Linked DNA regions of Zea mays: all the other regions are linked to region 1. Evidence: chromatin contacts called from public Hi-C data. All regions are on one chromosome and are shown on one strand. The core of a region is the stretch at or near the end of the contact, and the rest is flanking DNA. Distances in the headings are between cores, read along the strand shown.

Region 1 (4,693 bases), core at 1,330-3,829:
CTCTGGTCAGGCGCGGACGGTCCGCGGCACAGGGCCGGACGGTCCGCGACCTGGTGCAGGAGCCCGGGTTCCCTGCCTGACGTCCGGACGGTCCGCGCCCTGAGGCCGGACGGTCCGCGCGTGCGCAGGGGCGGCGGAAGATCGCCGGCGGCGCCTGGATCTCGCTCCCGGGAGGGACCCCGTCGGGGAGGAGAGATCCTAGGAGTTGTCTAGGCTCGGGCCGGCCGACCTAGACTACTCTAATCGACGTAGAGTCGAGGAGAGACAGAGAATTTGGGGATTGGAATACTAAACTAGGGCTAAACTAGAACTAGACTAGAACTACTCCTAATTGTGCTGAAAATAAATGCGAGATAGAAGTTGTATTGGTTCGATTGTTGGGGGTTTAATCGGCCGTAGCCCTTCATCTATATAAAGGGGGAGGTCTGGATCCGCTTCCAACTGATTTCCGAGTTAATCCCGCGGTTTTAGGTAACAAATCCCGCGAGAAACTAGGAACCCTAACTGACTCTGCGCACGCGCGGACCGTCCGCGCCACCACCGCGGACGGTCCGGACCGCGGACCGTCCGGCCTCCGGGCCGGACCGTCCGCACGGTCATTTTTGGGTTCGAACACAATGCTAGGATAAAATCCCCCCAACCAGTTTGGCTCATCATCCGGCTGCTGAGCCACCATAGAATCAGCCTCCTCTCTTGTATTGTATCTACCGCCTCGGCACAGGGAATCGGAATGAATGAGGTGGGCAGCAGCTGTGGCTGAGACTAGCAGACAGACAGGGCCAATTCATTTCACCCTCGAGAGGTTAGGTGCAGGCGCTAGAGGCAGCATGATGCGCTGTTGCAAGCACCGTCTCGTCTCCACCGGCATTTACCCCCCTCGCGGTGTTTGATTTAAGGTCTAAGGTGGAGACACTCGATTTTTTAATCACGTCGCTAAAAAAAATTGCTTCGGTATTTATCTTGCTCCCCGCGCGATTCTCATCTAAACATCATAGAAAATATGGTCACTACTTCGATCCCTTCCTGTACGTTTAACTAAATACATCCTATGTCCACGCGGATGTGCACTTGTGGTTTGGGGCTTCTGATTATCTCCAAGCATAGTATACGATCTGGGGATAGAGGGATACAACATGCAAAGTTGGGCGAGACTGTCTTCATACTGTATAGTATTTGAAAAAACAAGAGACAATAAAATGACAACAAGTATGTTCTCCAACAAGTAATTAATGCACCTCTAGATTTTTTTTTAAAAAAAACAAGGTTAGAATTTATAGTATAAAAGTTGTTTTGAGACAATCATTACACTGACAATAGGAATTCAGATAGGATGTCAGACGACGAAGATTAAATAACTCTCGTCAGCTTAGTTACCGTTGCCAGCAGGTTTTTTTTTGGATTCTTGTTGTGACTTTAAAAATAGAGAAAATGAAAAATAATAAATAGAGTTAAGTAATCTTAGATGCATTTATTTTAGGACAGTCCTACATTTTTTCTATTCCTATATTTTACCAATCCTATATTTCAAAAAAAAACATTAGTCATTAGTGATGGAGGCAACACAAGCCGGTAGGAAGGCTCATTTTTCTCCCTTCTCCTTTCTTGTCATTTTTCTCTAATAGAATGGGTGCTTATTTCTCTGTATTATTTTTCCCCGTTCCTTATCTTCTAACCTCTACCTCTTTATCAAATAGAGTTTTATGGATGTATGGGGTCTGGAGCCACCAGCCCCTTGATATCGGCCCTGCACGTTCACACACAACAAAGAGTGGAAGACCATGCAGTTAAGGCCGACTCCAGCAGCTCAACCAAAGTTTATCCATATAAGCACTGTATTACATTATTTTGTACTGTAGACTGTATAGTTCGTAGAGTGGTGTTTGAATATAAGTATATATGTGTAAGCTGTTGTATATAGTCTAAGACTTGTTTTAGTTGATGGCCGCAAAACGTTGCTCGGCCCAGGCAGCAATGCCAGTCGTCCGCCTGGGGTTGGATGCGTGTGCCTGGCAATCACTCGGTTCGTATTAAAATCAATTGTTGGAATATGTAACTGCAATTTATAGATAAAAAACAATTCGTTTCGGATTAAATCCTAAACCCACATGGCCACATGCATATCAGTACGTACCTTGATCAGACAGTCGGCGAACATGCAAAAAAAACCTATTGCCGTTCATCGGGGACAACATGTCAGTCCCACATAAAATAAAGATACTCTACATGCATGGAGGAAGGCAAAGGCATGAAGACGAGCGGTCCAGCCAGCAGCAGCTGCGGCTGTCATTTCCTGTCTGCGTGGGTGCCTGGGTGGGATTGGGAGTTTGGGACTGTGGCAACAATAGCAGCAGCCGGGCGGGAGCTCCCGCCTCCCGCTTCCCCCCCTCCATCAGATGATCAGATCAGTCCGTCCCTGCCCATCTGCCCTGCTCTCTAATGGCATTAACTGCCGCCCACCCACCCGCCATCTCCTCCCCTACCCAGCTGCACGCTCCTCTTCTCCTGCTAGCAGTACTGCTATATATCAATAATACTAGCTGGACCCTTTCCACTCCCCTCACCTCTCACTACCACCACCACTGCCCCGGATCCATACCAGCTGCAGCAGCAGCGCGCGCGAGCTAGCTTCGGTCGGTCGATAGATCGATCGATCGCTCGGCCATCATGGCGCGGGAGGAGCAGGCGCTGCTGTCGACGGAGATCGTGAACCGCGGCGTGGAGCCGTCGGGCCCGGACGCCGGCTCGCCGGCCTTCTCGGTGCGCGTGCGCCGCCGCCTGCCGGACTTCCTGCAGTCGGTGAACCTCAAGTACGTGCGCCTCGGGTACCACTACCTCATCAGCCACGGCGTGTACCTGGCCACCATCCCCGTCATCGTGCTGGTGTGCGGCGCCGAGCTGGGCAGCCTCAGCCGCGACGAGCTGTGGCGCAAGGTGTGGGGGGAGGCCACCTACGACCTCGCCACCGTGCTCGCCTTCCTCGCCGTCCTCGCCTTCACCATCTCCGTCTACATCATGTCCAGGCCCAGGCCCGTGTACCTCATCGACTTCGCATGCTACAAGCCGGCCGACGAGCTCAAGGTGCGTGCGTGCATGCATAGATACAGCATGCGTACTACTCCTGTCCATCACTAGCTTAGCTACATATGATTTGCGTGCAATATATTTATATAGTCATATGCTGCTAGCTAGATGTAGTAATAACTAAACATGCTTCAGGCCTATTTAATTTCTTCCTTAGCCTGACTTACTTTCTTTGATTGTTTATATATTCTCTCCGTTTCATTTTAGTTGTCGCTGGATAGTGCAAAATTGAACTATCCAGCGACAATTAAAAAGAAACGAAGGAAGTATAAATTATAAGCTCCTAGCCTCCTACTGCTACTGCTTACTTTGCCACACATTTGATAGTCATGGCGCTCACACGCAAGTACATGCATGTACAAGGAAGGCATGTCACATCTGATCTACCTTCCTGGGATAGATGTATGTTCTTCCATGCCATCAAAACTGGTATAGAAAAGTAAAATAAGATTGTATGTCGCAATCCTTTCTATATCACTAACACTCCTGTTTGAAGGGTGAAAAACTGCATCCTAATGATATAGAAGGTATTGAAATATTTAGAATGACAAATAAAATACTAGGCAAAGTTGCAGGGACATACAAAGATGGGTAATAAGAAAGGGGTAGCAGTGGAAGGGTGAATTAAAACATGGGTATATGAACTCATTTATACACAGCTAGCAGCCATGTGATGTGGCCTGTCACATCGGTGGACGTACAATCTACACGCTCTATACCCGTACCTGCACTGGTAGAGTACCATTGCAGGGCCGTGCTGGGCCTTTAATATGGTCACAGCATTGGCCAGCTGCCACCACTTGAAGGCCCATAAATGTTGCAGACAGTGGCATCCATATAAACACTACACCGACAGAGCACATCCACATGCCCGAAAAACCCTACTCTCTGATGAATCTAAAATCCTTCCAACCTCCCGATCCATCAACATAATCGGTCATTATCAGCATGTAATGTGCCTGAAAGACTTTTTAGAAGTCAGCGCTAAGTTTGCAGGCTCTCATCCCATGCATTAGATGAGCGTTGGGCCTCTGGGCCCACAGCTATGAATGGGCCGGCCGGGGCAGGTACGGTACGATATGATAGAAAACGGTTTCCGTTGGGTTGAGGTCACAGGTCACCACACCCATCACAAACGGTTGGGCGCTCGGTCCATCGGCCCAGCAATCAATGAGCCGTGTGTTCCAAAGGGTGTAGCCTGATGATGTGGTTGTGCTTGCTGCTTCTCGCAGCCTCGGAACACGTACAGGGAAGAAGAGATTGTGTTTTGGTTGGGAACAGAATGCATGGATGGATCAGCAGCTGCAGACGATGATGCAGTACTATATGTAATCATGCGATTCTGATGTGACGCGATGCTGGTGTGTGCACGTGCACTGCACGCAGGTGTCCAAGGCGGAGTTCATCGACCTGGCGCGCAAGTCCGGCAAGTTCGACGAGGACAGCCTGGCGTTCCAGTCGCGTCTGCTGGCCAAGTCCGGCATCGGCGACGAGTCGTACATGCCGCGCTGCGTGTTCGAGCCCAACGCCAGCTGCGCCACCATGAAGGAGGGCCGCGCCGAGGCGTCCACGGCCATGTTCGCGGCGCTGGACGAGCTGTTCGACAAGTGCC
Region 2 (4,839 bases), core at 242-2,741, 210 kb before region 1:
TGGAAACAGCTTCACCCATGAAGCTCCTTAAACTGTGCCCTCACATGGGAATAAGGTGGGATTAGCTGAAAATATTAACGTTTCACAGCTTCCCCTCACACTTGTCGGCTCTCTGGGATTCTGTGAGATCATGTTCTAAAAATACATGCAAAGCTGTTTTGCCAAACGGGTCTCCGAAACAGCTTTAGCTTCACCGAGAAAGCTGTGCTCGTGAAGCCCTCCCTACCCCCCCCCCCACCCAAAAAAAAAGCACTAGTGAAGCTTTGCTGTGCCAAACGGGACCTAAATAGTGCAATATGTGAAAACAGCAAGGTGGTAACCAGCGCCCAATGTGAATTAATCGGCACCCTAAATGGAAATACACAGTAACAGGTCAATTGAGATTTAGAAGGACACTATTTTTTGTCATATTCCTATAGGAAGAATAAACAACTGTGGCACAACATCCGTTCTTTCCTCAATTAGCCCATGACTGAATATTACGAAACCACATCAAACTCTTGTCCAAAATCTCAAACTATCAGTTTGAAACTGAAAAGCCTTGAACTCCTTTGTTAAAGGTTCACCTGTATGATGATTCATAATGAATGAAGCTCCAAATAGTTGAGATTTTGACAATCAGTTACCAGAGATTCAACTTAATTCAATCAATCGAACAAACATCAACGATAGGCAAAACTCCACTATAAATCACAACTATGTTTTCCTAGTCCTATATTTAGTTCCATCAATACCACTAGTAAAATTTCACTGATCTATCGCAAAATTGATACCGAGAACCCACAATCAAACTGGAGGAGGAGGGGGCAACTTTCCATAGCCTACGGCATCTAAAACAAGCTCTCCATACCATAATATCACTACTGACTGAACAATGATGTGCACCAAAGCAAAATAACACTACCTGTAAGGCCAGTGGCAAGCAATCCGACGTACTTGGTGATCGGGAACAGGTGTGTCACGCTCGTCTGATCCAGCAACTTATCCTGCACGCACAACACGTTAAGGTCAGGCCACACAAAACAGCCATCCAACAAGTAACACATAGAAAGCTACAATCTTTTTCAGTGCAGCATCCCCGCATCGGGGTCAGTCGCGCCGCCCCGATCGATGGAGGCGAGCGTCTCCAAGCAACTCACCGGGACTTTCTTCTGCGTAACAACGCAGACGGAGTCCGCGCCGCGGACGCCGATCGACGTGACACCCGCCGACTTCACCGCCTTGAACGCGTACTCTGCGCACACGGAACGGCACAGGTCAGATGGAGTACAAATCCCCCCTCCAGATCTAAGGAGCGGCGAGGAGGAAAGAAAGGGCTAGGGTTTTGGGGGGTACTCACCGACTTGGTACAGGCGTCCCTCCGGGGAGAAGATGGTGATGTGGCGGTCATAGCCCGCGCCTGTGCCACGGCTCATCTCGCCGGCCGCCGGAAGATCACCTCGGAGCTGGGCGCGGTGTGTGTTCGTGTGCTGTGCGTGTTTGGGGAACCTCGGCTCGGGCACACGACTGACTATACACGCCGCCGCGACTCCTCTTCTTATTCCGCAAGAAGAGTCGTTCAGGTCCGACCCAGTGTTGACACCGTGGCTCCTATCCCAGGAGCCCAGTTGGGTAGGAATTGGGCCGCAACGGATGGAGCACCAGCGAGCCCAGTGATTTTTAAAAAGGTCAATTTACCCACCTCAACTCCTCAACTATTGAAACCCTTAAAAATGAAAAGTAACTTTTATACCTGTTAAAACCAATTCTTTTTGTACGTCGAGTAATTTGTGAAAAAGTGAAACAAATTTTTTACCTCCCTAAAATTTTAAAACCAGTGTTTTTATACGTCGAATATTTTTTTATGATGGTTTTATTGCTATACGCCATATTAAAGGAGTAACTCGGACTAAGTTCAAAATTCAGTTTTTCAAAATTATCCAAAAAAACATAAAAATATTTTCCCAAAAAATATCAAAATATTTTTACATAAAAATAATGTAATTATAAATCCTAAATTTGGATTGAACATAGAAAATCCATATAATTTTTTATCCGAGAAAATTATGAGGCTAGTTTTAAAATCGTACTTTATATTATGGTGCCTAGATTAAAATTATTATAATCTTACAGACTCATTTTGGTGTTTATTTGCTAGTAGAAGCTTTCATTGTCTATTATAATTAGTCAACGTTGATCATTTTAAATGTGTTTGGTTTCGAAACGACGTGTGTCGGGTCGGAGCCGACCTATTTTTCTGGGTTGGGTTGGACTCGTTCCTTGTTTGATTTTAGTAACATGTTGAACCTAGTTTATTGTTTGATTACAGGGTTAAAGTGGGTAAAGTGGGTTAGAGCTGCACAATCTCTTGTTTGTTTCGTAATGAAGGATGAACTGAATATAGTCACCTTCATGGTCATATTACCACACCCAGTATGATATTTTCAATTCAATAAGATGACATCATTCAAAATAAATGAAACTGACACTATTTTAATATTTGAGGAATCCATAAGCATAAAATATAAATAAATTAAATCTATTATTGACTAGTCGTAAATTTTTAGTGACCAGGTCTCACTGTTACATTTTAGTCTTAATTAAAGGAACATCCCAACAACATCGAGATGCATTTCAGTGAATTTGTAACATTTGTGATAGTCGCCTAGAGGGGGGTGAATAGGGCGAAACTGAAATTTACAAATATAAACACAACTACAAGTCGGGTTAGCGTTAGAAATAAAAACGAGTCCGCGAGAGAGGGTGCAAAACAAATCGCAAGCAAATAAAGAGTGTGACACGCGGATTTGTTTTACCGAGGTTCGGTTCTCGCAAACCTACTCCCCGTTGAGGAGACCACAAAGGCCGGGTCTCTTTCAACCCTTCCCTCTCTCAAACGGTCCCTCGGACCGAGTGAGCTTCTCTTCTCAAATCACTTGGGAATCAAACTTCCCGCAAGGACCACCACACAATTGGTGTCTCTTGCCTCAATTACAAGTGAGTGTTTGATCACAAGAAAGAATGCGAAAGAAAAGAAGCGATCCAAGCGCAAGAGCTCAAATGAACACCACAAATCACTCTCTCTAGTCACTAAGGCTTTGTGTGGAGTTGGGAGAGGATTTGATCTCTTTTGGTGTGCTTTGCAATGAATGCTAGCTCTTGTATAGTGGTTGTAAGCTGGAAAACTTGGATGCAATGAATGGTGGGGTGGTTGGGGTATTTATAGCCCCAACCACCAAACATGACCGTTGGTGGAGGCTATCTGTCGTATGGTGCACCGGACAGTCCGGTGCGCACCGGACATGTCCGGTGCGCCAGCCACGTCACCAAAGCCGTTGCAATTCGACCGTTGGAGTTCTGACTTCTGGGCCCGCCTTGATGTCCGGTGGCGCACCGGACATGTACTGTAGAGTGTCCGGTGCGCCAGTATGGGCGTGCCTGATGCCTGCGCGCTCTGGCGCGCATTAATTGCTGTTGCAGGCGACCGTTGGCGCGGAGTAGCCGTTGCCCCGCAGTTGCACCGGACAGTCCGGTGTACACCGGACATGTCCGGTGAATTATAGCGGAGCAGCCGCTGAGATTTCCCGAGGCTGCCAAGTTACAGAGCCGCGTCCTCTTGGAGCACCGGACACTATCCGGTGTACACCGGACACTGTCCGGTGTACACCGGACAGTCCGGTGAATTATAACGCGTCGGCTCCAGGAAAATCCCGAGGCTGAAGAGTTCTGGGTGAAGTCCCCCGGTGCACCGGACAGTCCGGTGCGCCAGACCAGGGAGCCTTTCGGGATGCATTTAGCTCTCTATTTTGAACCCAACTATGGTCCTTTTAATTGGCTTGTTGTGAATGAAAGGGAATTAGGCTTACACCTAGTTCCTAAATAATTTTGGTGGTTGAATTGCCCAACACAACTAATTGGACTAACTAGTTTGCTCTAGTGTATAAGTTATACAGGTGTAAAAGGTTCACACTTAGCCAATAAAAAGATCAAATATTGGATTCAACAAAGGAGCAAAGGGACAACCGAAGGCACCTCTGGACTGGGGCACCGGACTGTCCGGTGTACACCGGACAGTGTCCGGTGCACCAGAGGACTCCAACTTAAACTTGCCACCTTCGGGAATTTCTAGAGGCACTCCGCTATAATTCACCGGACTGTCCGGTGCTCCAAGGAAGAGCGGCCTCCGGAACTCGCCTGCCTCGGGAAAACGCAGCGGCTGCTCCGCTATAATTCACCGGACATGTCCGGTGTTCACCGGACTGTCCGGTGAACCAGCAGAGCAACAACTACTTCGCGCCAACGGTCACCTACAGGCGCATTCAATGCGCGCCAGAAGCGCGCAGAAGTCAGGCACGCCCATACTGGCGCACCGGACATTGAACAGTACATGTCCGGTGTGCACCGGACATCCAGGCGGGCCTAGAAGACAGAAGCTCCAACGGTCGGAATCCATCGGCTTTGGTGACGTGGCTGGCGCACCGGACATGTCCGGTGTGCACCGGACTGTCCGGTGCACCATACGACAGACAGCCTCCACCAACGGTCATGTTTGGTGGTTGGGGCTATAAATACCCCAACCACCCCACCATTCATTGCATCCAAGTTTTCCAGCTTCCAACCACTATACAAGAGCTAGCATTCATTGCAAAGCACACCAAAGAGATCAAATCCTCTCCCAACTCCACACAAAGCTTTAGTGACTAGAGAGAGTGATTTGTAGTGTTCATTTGAGCTCTTGCGCTTGGATCGCCTTCTTCTTTCTTGATTCTTTCTTGTGATCAAACACTCACTTGTAATTGAGGCAAGAGACACCAATTGTGTGGTGGTCCTTGCAGGAAGTTTGATTCCCAAGTGATTTGA
Region 3 (4,310 bases), core at 810-3,309, 250 kb after region 1:
TCTTTAGGTTTAATTTGATTTCGTCAGGCACGTCGTCCAACTTTGATCATATACCTTTCCCTACCTATTTTGTTAAAGTAGGGATTTTTTTTTCCCTAGCAAGCTTGGTGGTGAGGACTAATACGGAGACTCTATTAGGACCTCAGGTTACATTTTTTTAGGATATTTATTTCTTTATAGCACGTGGTATGCTTTAATTGAATCCTAAGCTTACGTTATAAAAGCTCATCATCTATTTCCACGGCATCATGAATCTATAGTTTTGGTTCCAACTTTTATTGTAACCTTTTGGTTTATCTTTCACAATGACAAAGGGTGGTTATACTTAGATCATGTTCCAAGCCTATAGAGCTAATTATTAGCCAGCTAATAATGTATTAGCTGGTTTTAGCTGGATTAGAGCGGCAGCTAATAGTTATTTGAGAGGTATAAGTATAACTGATAATTAGTTGGTCTATTAGCTGGCCCGTTCTAAACCTCTCGCCTAATTTTAGTTGCTAGCTATTAGTTTTAGGGTGTGTTTGGTTTGACTTTTAGATTTTGGCTTTTGCCCCCTAAAAGCCAAAAGCCAACCAAAGGGCTGGATCCAGGAAGCAGCTTTTTCTAAAAGCTGACTTTCTCACAGTGCAAATCTGAAAGCACCCCTGTACCTGCTTTTAGTGGCTTTTCGGATGGAACTATGAAAACATATATCGAAGAACTTTTAACGATTTTTAGTGGTTTCTACCAAACGATTTTTAGCTTTTTAATGGCTCACAGCCTACAGCAGCTTTTTCCACAGCTCACAGCCCACAGCAACTTTTTTGACAGCCACAGCCCAACCAAACAGACCCTTAGTGCTTTAGAATATAGCGTTGGATGCAAAGTAAGTGATGCTTTATGTATTTTTTTCTAATGACATAAGTACATATTTTTTAAAAAAAATAGAAGTACAAAATAGATCCAATGCTATTAACAATGGTCATGATTAGAGTCTACAAAATTAAAGGATGTTCTTTATTACCGTGAGAATTCTAAATTTATTACCATGATTAGGGCTTGGCCTGTCATGCCCTGATGACAAACTGAAAACCCCGTGGCACGGCGGCAGATGTTGCCGCAGCCTGCAGGTTTAGGAAGACCCAAGCCGTCGACGTTGTTACTAGAAGAGAAGCAGCGAGGATGCAGCCTCCGTTCTGCCGGCAGCGTACGCCCGGCCCGTCGCCGTCGACCGATGCGGATTGCAGTTGCAGAGGACTCGTCGTGTCCGTAGAATTCAAAGCTTGGTTGCCCTTGTCGGAGCAGGAAATGTGCTGCGGCTACGACGACTTGGCCGGCCCACTGCCGGAGACGCGGTCCGTCCGTCCGCAGCTTCTGCTTCTGCCGCCTCCCGCGGGCCATTTTGCGAGTTCCCCACGGGTCTCGTCTCGGGCCTGTCAACGCACGCGACCTGCTGGAAAACGAGCTGCCTCGGCTCGCTTGGGCCTCTTTCTTTTAGCGCCACTTTCTTTTAGCGGGCTGGACCGGGAGGGCCCAAAGGCTGGCTTCGCCTTGTGGTGTTCTGGATTGCGGTCGTCGTCTACGTGAGGTCCAGATTTATTTATCTATGCACCCATCGGGGGACGATGGTGACTCTGGTAGCCGGCAGTGTAACAGTACACACAGACGCAGCTGTCGCAGCAGTAATTGCGATCCTGATGTGCGTCTGATTCCCAGTCACACACCACCTGCCACTGCCAGGAAAGTTGTCCACATGAGCTAGCTGAAGAGGAGCACTACAGGTCAGGGCCCCTACCTACATTAATCGTCCGGGGCTCCGGGCTATACATATATATACATACTAATTCTAGATGTACGTTGTCGACGGCGGCTGTCCACATGATGGCTTCGACAGCCCATTCGTTAGCTTAACTAACGTTAGCCGCCGATCGCAGAATCTATAATGCTGCTACCTAATAACCCAACCGCAACAAGAGCAGAGGAGCAGAGCATACTTTAAAATATTCAGCACGAGGTGAAGCTGGGCACGGTCGTACGAGTACCTGTCAAGTTGCCTCGATCGCCATCAGCACGGCCGAGCTGGGCCAGCCGTGCGTTGACGACATGCAATGCAACCATACCATTGGCCCAGCTGATCCTCGCCAGGTCAGCCGCATTCCCATCCGGCATCGTAGTGCCACTGCCACGGTTAAGATATACTCACTAAAAGCAAGAATGTTTTTGCGACCAACTCGGCAATTAATTACTCTCCGGCGATCGGTGCGTGCCAATCCGGCTAATCGCCGGGGCCCCAAGATCACGACACGCAGGCCGCAGCTCCCGGTTCCGTCCAGCAAACAACCAAATCCAGGGTCTGTCAGTCTGTCCAAACTAATACGTACCCATCGACTGACCACGCCTTCCGCGAGCGATAAGGTGGCGTCATATCGATGCTTCCAGACTGTTCTCAGCCTGCTTGCTCTTTTTCTCTTCCCACATATGGATATATCACTACAAGAACTACAATAATTTTCGGCGGCTAGAAACCGCCGAAAATAAGGCCTTTACCGAGGAAAATAAGCTATTTTCGGCGGTTCCTGGCCGCCAGAAAAAATTAGCCAAAAATAAGGTTATATTTTCGGCGGCCAGGGTCTAGCCGTCGAAAATAGGTTATTTTCGGCGGTTATCAGACAACCGCCGAAAATTACCAGATACCGAAAATAGTATTTGTTATTTTCGGCGGCCAGAGAGGCCACCGAAAATTAACAATTTCAAAGCAAAAAAAATTGAAAAAAAATGCAAAAAATAACAGCAAATTCATCAACAATATAATCACAACATAAAGTGACAGTCCATACAATATCCACAATACAAAAACATTAAATACATAATTCACAAATAGTCCACAACATAAAATTAGAGTCCGTACAAATATAAAATCCACAAATAGTCCATACAAACATAAAGTCCACAAATAGTCCATTACAATACACAATTCGGCACAAAGCTAACTCTATCACATATCTGGGTCGTTGGAGTTATGTCCACTACCTCCAGAAGCGAAAAACTCGTTGGCGAAGTCGTGTAACGGGTTTGAATTCTAAAGAAAAAAGAAGACATTAATAACGACATTGGTTACATGTATGACCACTATTCAAATAAATTGTTTCTCAAACTAACCTCTCCTGGAGTAGCTCCCTCCCCTGCATAAGCTCCTCCTGGTGCTGGTATGACCGATGGTGGCGTGTTGTGGCCCATGACCCCGGATCCCTACAAAATTAAGTTTAGTAAAGTTTTGAAAGGTTGATACAAACGACAAGTCTTAACTAAATTGAAGCACCTGAGGTGGAGGTGGAGGTGGCGGAGCATGTAATCGCCACTGAGGCATCGGCGACTGAAATTGAGGGAAAACAAATGGTTGTTGTTGTGTCTGCTGTGAAAACCAAGACTGTTGCAAATATAATATATTAGTTATAGAACCAATATCGAGCGTGTTGAGAATATAAGACACTCACGTTCATTGCTTGTTGCGCCTGTGCGTTGTAAGCAGCCATATACTCTGATTGCTGTTGGAGGAATGTCATTTGTTGTTGCCGTAGCTCTTCACGAAACTTTTCTTGCTGCTCCCTCATAGCATCCTCCATGCTAGATACAGAGCGCCGACTACGGCTGCTACTACCACAGCCCGCCTGCGACGAAGAGCCGCCACAAGAACGCAACTACGTCGAATCAATCACACCGGTAAACATAGAATATCTTGAAAACAAGAAAATTAGCTATTTGGTCATTGTTCTAATATTATTGAAAAAATTCACAAGTTAATACCGTCCATGCGCCTTTCCTCCAATAGAATGCACAACTTCAGCGTCGATGGTAGGCGCTCCTCGCCAATCGTAGTCTTCTCCATACTTCCTAACCATCTCTTGCCCATATGTCTCCTGCAATACAATATGAAGGTTCAGCACACATGTAATTTATAGCTATATGGCAAGAAAACATTAATCCTAACAACAACTAACCATACGCTCAACGGGCGCTTGACTACACAGCTCATCGGAGATTTCACTGTTTTTCGCTCTATGCCCTCTCCTATAAACATCGATTGGGCTCGGGACAACTCCAGTTTGAGCCTCCTGCAAATATATGAGTATAATTCGGTTTCATTTCTGAGTAAAACAGAATACTACATACTCACCATTTGCTTCGTCAACCGAATGTGTCCATCAGCCCCATAGGTATGGTTGACTATGACCTCATCATCGTCCTCGTCCTGCTGATGGCGCTGCCTATGTCGATTCCTGTTAGACTTCTCAATCCACTCGATCGAAGCCCATATCTCACACAAAGCCTTG

Evidence for each region. A called contact is a pair of places that touch in the nucleus more often than the background predicts.
Region 2: a contact with region 1 is called in a Hi-C map of ear, with 3 times the contacts expected there. The contact joins the promoter of LOC542021 here to the promoter of LOC100283031 in region 1. A contact is called at or near these places in 2 of 25 Hi-C or Micro-C datasets (ear and tassel).
Region 3: a Hi-C map of ear shows a contact between it and region 1, with 2.8 times the contacts expected there. The contact joins the enhancer-like site here to the promoter of LOC100283031 in region 1. A contact is called at or near these places in 2 of 25 Hi-C or Micro-C datasets (ear and tassel).

What each region holds. Positions count from the first base shown.
Region 1 is chr1:17,079,216-17,083,908 of Zm-B73-REFERENCE-NAM-5.0, forward strand. It overlaps LOC100283031, which reads left to right and starts at 2,580. Exons shown (of 2, transcript NM_001155933.2): 1 at 2,580-3,078; 2 at 4,468-4,693. The coding sequence starts at 2,665.
Region 2 is chr1:16,873,733-16,878,571 of Zm-B73-REFERENCE-NAM-5.0, forward strand. LOC542021 (maize 20S proteasome alpha subunit) reads right to left here and starts at 1,492. Exons shown (of 8, transcript NM_001111668.2): 1 at 1,340-1,492; 2 at 1,140-1,234; 3 at 905-986. The coding sequence starts at 1,415.
Region 3 is chr1:17,326,647-17,330,956 of Zm-B73-REFERENCE-NAM-5.0, forward strand. No RefSeq gene overlaps it. Among protein-coding and RNA genes, the nearest start is that of LOC103631797, 52 kb to the left of the region's middle. Within about 2 kb of position 2,060, at least 19 of the 20 cell types and tissues checked have an H3K27ac peak or open chromatin away from gene starts, as enhancers often do. A contact at or near this core is called in ear and tassel, where this site is marked.